Regions from separate parts of the Dromaius novaehollandiae genome. Here region 1 is linked to region 2. The links are chromatin contacts, called in public Hi-C maps. All regions are on one chromosome and are shown on one strand. The core of a region is the stretch at or near the end of the contact, and the rest is flanking DNA. Distances in the headings are between cores, read along the strand shown. Region 1 holds the start of TIGD4 (tigger transposable element derived 4). Region 2 overlaps FBXW7 (F-box and WD repeat domain containing 7).

Region 1 (2,700 bases), core at 50-2,549, 90 kb before region 2:
CATTGCTTCAGTTACACTTACAAAAGCTAATTATGCTGCTAGGAAAGTTACAAGGCACCAGAGATGAAGACTGGGGTCAGGCCTGTAACTAATATCCACAGTCCCCACACCAGAACAGCCTGCCCCTCACCACTTTAACACTCTGCTTGCTCTTCTCCAGATGAACTAAGGCTCCCGTTATGACTTCTGGGAAAACAGGAAGAACCATGTGATCGAGATATTGCCTTAACTTCCAATTTAACGTTTCTCTGTATTATTTATTTTTTCTGTTTTAATTGTATGTACGCATACATATATACACAAATACATCTATAAGTTAATGACTCAGTTGTAAGCCTTCGAGCCACACAGATCACATTGCATCCTTCTCCAGCCCTACCAAAGACCCTTAAGTTACCCTTTCTAGCGAACCAATATATAGATAACAAAGCCAGTGCCAGCAAACGACGAACCCTGTTACCAGCTCCACCAAACCTAGAAAGGACACGTTAGGCACTGAAACTACATCCAGGTCAAGGAAAGTGAGACGAGAGGCTGGGAAGTGCTTTGAGCTAAAACCGACAGATCAAACGCCAGCGGGAACTGCCTACAGCCTGTACGCAGTAACGGGTACAGCACCTGCTCGCGGCACAACACCGCAGCGCTTCCACACGTTGCTGGTGAACCCAGCACAGCGAGCTGCAAACGACAAACCCGAACACCCAGCACAGTAAGCGTAAGGGCGCGGAACACCCTCAGGAGCACGAAATTCACGCAGCACGGGGAGTCTTCCCTCTGCGCTGAGTTTTCTCTCCCCTTCCCCCCCTCCCCCAAAGCCTCCTTCCACCCAGCTCCAGCTCCAGCTCCGCTGCCCTTCCCGCCCGGCGGCGGCGGCGGCGGCGACCCCCGCGCGCTCCGCGGGGCCGCGCAGGCGCCAGGCCCAACCGCCGCCCCCGGCCCGGCCCGGCGGCTCCTCGCTCCGGCGCTGCGCAGCGTCCGCCCTCACCTGCCGGCGGCGCTGCTGCCGCTCCGGGCGCCTCGTGCTGGGGCGGGGGAAAGGGGAGAGAGGGAGGGAGGGGGGAGGGGAGGAAGGAAAACCGGGCCGGGCCAGGCCGGGCGGGCGGGGCGGGGCGGGGCAGGACGCGGCGGCGGGGCCCGTCTCCAGGTTTATTTCCTTCCTCCTCCGGTACCAGCTGGAGCCGGAAGTACTTGGCCGGAAGTACGGCTGACGGTGGCCCCGCTGAGGACATGCCGTAAGGCTCGCCTCTCTAGCCCACGGCACACCTGTCTATGGTCGCTCCCCCGCCAAGCGGTAACCCTAGCAACAACATCCGGGGCCACCGCGCCTCACTCCCCCCCCCCGCCCCGCCACGTGTGCCCCCCCGCCCATCTCCCCCCCGTCAACACCGCCCTCTCTGCCGGGTTCCGCCCGCGGCTCGGTCCTGCCTGTATTTTTATTTTTCGCCCCAGCGGCGGCCGGGGCGGCAGCTCGGCGCTGTAAGGGGCGCTGCGCACCGCCGGCAAGATGCTCTTAGCGCCTGTTGGTGTCGGGCAGGGAAGGGGGATGACCACCTGGGGCGTGTAAATCCCCCCAAAACCCAGAAATCAGCTACACTTTCAGTGTGCCTGCAGGCAGACTCGTCACTGCAGCTGCAGCCTCCCTTTTTCACTCGTTCTTCCACTTGCGTACGAGGAGACTTCCCCACAGTCATCTCCGAGGCACCCTGCTAGGCCTCGCCGAGCGCTGGATGCGCGTCTCGGCTTCGAAGCCCTTTTCCCCTGCCCGGGCGTTCGCGGAGTTAAGATTGACCGTGCTGGTAGTGACGCGCCGGCGGCTGTGCCAAGGGCGATGCCTGCGACAGCGGGATGCTTCGGTCTAATTAAAGCCGCTGGCATCCCGGAGCGGCACTCGCAAGGCAACGCGGGGCACCATGGCGGCGGCTGCGGGGAGCTCTGCGCCGCTGCCCACAGGAAGGAAAAAAAAAAGCATTTCTATCGAGGAGAAGATTGACATAATAAGCGCGGTGGAGAGCGGCAAGAAAAAGGCAGACGTGGCAGCGAAGTATGGCATAAAGAAGAATTCGCTGTCTTCGATTTTGAAGAACAAAGACAAAGTTTTGGAAGCCTTCGAATCTCTGGGGTTTGATCCTAAAAGGAAAAGGCTGCGGACTGCTTTCCACACCGATCTGGAGGAGGCGTTAATGAAGTGGTACAGGATCGCTCAGTGCCTGAACGTGCCCGTAAATGGTCCTATGCTGCGCCTCAAAGCTAACGACTTTGCCCAGAAACTCGGCCACGGTGATTTTAAGTGCAGTAACGGCTGGCTTGATCGTTTCAAGTCAAGGTATGGGTTAGTGCTCAGAGCGCGGCCGGCAGGAGCAGCTGCGACTGCCGCAGTGGATGCTTTGACTCTTTGGTACCAAAATGTTCTTCCTTACTATTTGAATGACTACCAGCCAAAAAACGTGTTTAATGTAAAGGAGACTGGACTGTTGTATCAGATGTTACCTAATAACACATTTTCATTTAAAGGGGAAACCTGTTCTGTTGGTAAGCTGAGCCGAGAGCAAATAACCGTTGTGGTTGGCACGAATATGGATGGCTCCGAGAAGCTTCCTTTGCTCGTTATAGGGAAAAACAGAAGTCCACGCTGTTTCAAAGATGTGAAGTCGCTGCCTGTGGACTATGAAGCAAACGATATGGCCTGGATGACTCCAGAAG
Region 2 (2,758 bases), core at 37-2,536:
AATACTCCTCATTGACACTGAATATTTACTGAAAGTTCAATGGCAATCTGCTTCCTCCATAGGTATGCGAAGATATGTGTCACTACAAGTTTTGATGCTGGCACATTATTGCTAGAAGTGCACATTTTTATTTTCTTTTGCCTCAGGAAACTAGGACCTTGATACAGCTTCCTCTGAGTTTGTTGGTGCTTCACAGAAACCAAATGCAGTCTTAAAACAACACGAGCCCTTTTTGTTAGAGTTTGAAGCACAAAATTATGTGATTCAGTCTCTGGAAAGTTAGCTGTTTGCAATTCTGAGATCCAAATGTCAGATACAATAATTTTCTTTCTTTTCTTTCTCTTCTTATGGGAAGACTTTGCCTGTAATTTTTAAGCAGCTCGCAAGGAAATCTGAAGAAACTTCCTCAGAGTGGTCAGGATATTGAGAAAAGATAATGTTAGTACTTCCCTTTTTCCTTTTGAAGACAGCTTGAATTTTAAGAGCTTTTAAATGCCCTGTATGGATCTTGTAAATCACTATCTGTAAGACAGACTATTCATATTTTATTTTAAAATAATGTTGTTTATATCCCATGTCTGAAATGAATTTCAAAAAAATCCAAGAAAACATGTTGATTTTAATGGTTGAAAATTTCTCATGCTAGAATTGTCATTTAATGAAGTAGTGCTTTACTCTGATTTCCAGTATACAGTTTAGATCTGGCATTACACTCCTAGGAGTGGATATAAAAGTCTACAGATCATTTGGTGCACAGATACTCAACGTATATCTTTCTGTGGTCCAGTGAATTGGAAAGAAGTACTGAACACTATTAAGCTGAGGCATGTGAATTATAGGCCTAAACTTCGGGTTTGGGATCCTGCAGTCACGCAGTAATTCAGAAGAAAAGCCTTACATTGTCCATGAAAAGTTTTAACCCCTGGGCTACAAAGAGGAGCCTGCAGACGTCATTTGAGTATGATCTGCGAAGTGATCCCTGCCTGGAGCTGGAAACGCCGCAGACAAAACCTGCTGTGGACCTCCAGGAGATCCTGAAGCAACGTGAGAGAAGCAAAACATTGCTCCAGCAAGCCTGTCTCAGCTTGTGCCCTTGTTCTAGGTGGTGAAGGGCACTAAGAGCTTGACACTTTCCTTTGAGTCAGATCCGGCAGTAGCTTGGAGGCAGATCCTGGATTCTGGCCTGCAGCTCTTCATTCCTCTCTTAAATTGCTCTGGACTAGTAGCTTCTAAAAATAGCACACAGTACAGATGCTCCTGTTACTGCTGCAGGAAGGAACGGGCTCTTTCTGCTATTGTGTGGGTAGAATTACAGCTCATGAGCGAGAACAGAGGCAGAGCTGCAGGACCCAGCTCTTGGGGGGCAGAGATGTCTGGAACACCTGGATCTGCTGCTGGTGCTCCTTGGTTTGCTAAAATGTATTTTCTCCCATGTTTGGGCTCTGCAGATTTTCGAGTAGCTGTCATGCTAATTTAAACAACAGCAAACAGAAAGGATCTGACATGCTACATGCCATTAGAAAGGATTTGCGTTTTTTCACTTCTTTCAAGTTTGGGGATTTGTATAAATGGCATTCAAATTGTGGGAGAAAATGCTCCTCCGATTGGATTATTAAAATGGAATTCTTTTAGCAAAGAAATTCTCATTTTTGAAAAAGACTGGTCAATTTTAAGTTAGTTTCATTTTTACCCTTTCTTTTGGTGCTTCTCTGTTGGTGCATCTGTTAGTGGGAGAGAGAACTGTATCCCATTTTAATTCTTTCCTGTTTGTTTGTTCTGAGCACTGCCGACAAAATATTCTGCCTGACTTTATAAAAGAGCAAACAAATGGGAAGTGTAAAAGCAGCCCTTCCTTCCCTGATAAATGCTTCCATTATTCTTCATTATTAGTTGGATAGAATTTTATATCATGGGATGAACTTGAGTTGATAGTCAACCCTGAATTGATGATAATGTCTCAGTTGTGGGAAATGAGAAGTTTATCAGTATCCTTGTCTATTTTCAAAGGTGCTTGGTGCCCTCATGAGGGTCTTGTGTCTCTTTGTTACAGTTTAGACTGGTTTTGATAACTTTTATAGTAATACTTTCTTTTTTTTTGGTTTTGTGAGATTAGAACTTAGTATAATACTAGAAACTTAGTATTACATAATATAATGCTTCAAACTACTGGGAATTTCTGATGTGGTTTGCAAAGAATTGAACTTCCTCCCAGTAAAAAAGGAGGATGTATATAATACATTATTTTCCTGTTTAAATCCTAATATTTTAAATGAATATTTAGATGGCTATAGAACTGAAGGATCTTGAAGAATAATTTAGTGATATTGCATATGAATCTGGATGTAGACTTAGATCAACTGTTAAACTGAGTATCTTATTTATCTCAATTTACCAGAGTATTGCCCAGAAAAATGGATGCCTTTATGCAAATCAGTGAGGACCCAAGATGTTCTCATGGAGTGTTGTTTTAGAGTTGCCCCAAGAAGTATCTGTATATAGAGTGCAATTGTGATAATTTACTCTTAAGATAACAAAGGCCTGGATCAACCCAGCTTCCTTCTATAAGAAATGGTATATATCTGGATAAGTGGAACAACTGCATCAAGTGGGTCCACTGGATTATGGATACAGAGTGGAACAACACATATGGTACAGCAGACCAGAGTACTTACCGTCTTTGAGTCTTTTTCCAATTAGCTGCACATCCACATTAACACAGAAAAATGTTAGATGTCCGAGAGTGCTTTTGGCATAGGCT

The links. Hi-C and Micro-C count contacts between places; a contact is called where the count stands out from the background.
Region 1: a contact with region 2 is called in a Hi-C map of brain, with 2.5 times the contacts expected there. The contact joins the promoter of TIGD4 here to the enhancer-like site in region 2. A contact is called at or near these places in 2 of 4 Hi-C or Micro-C datasets (brain and liver).

The regions. Positions count from the first base shown.
Region 1 is chr4:39,992,586-39,995,285 of bDroNov1.hap1, reverse strand. It overlaps TIGD4 (tigger transposable element derived 4), which reads left to right and starts at 1,299. Exons shown (of 1, transcript XM_026104969.2): 1 at 1,299-2,700. The coding sequence starts at 1,911. It overlaps ARFIP1 (ADP ribosylation factor interacting protein 1), which reads right to left and starts at 1,244. Exons shown (of 10, transcript XM_026104948.2): 1 at 986-1,244. The coding sequence starts at 1,229.
Region 2 is chr4:39,902,464-39,905,221 of bDroNov1.hap1, reverse strand. The region is part of intron 1 of FBXW7 (F-box and WD repeat domain containing 7); the gene reads left to right. Among named protein-coding and RNA genes, the nearest start is that of FBXW7, 23 kb to the left of the region's middle. Within about 2 kb of position 1,286, at least 1 of the 2 cell types and tissues checked has open chromatin away from gene starts, as enhancers often do.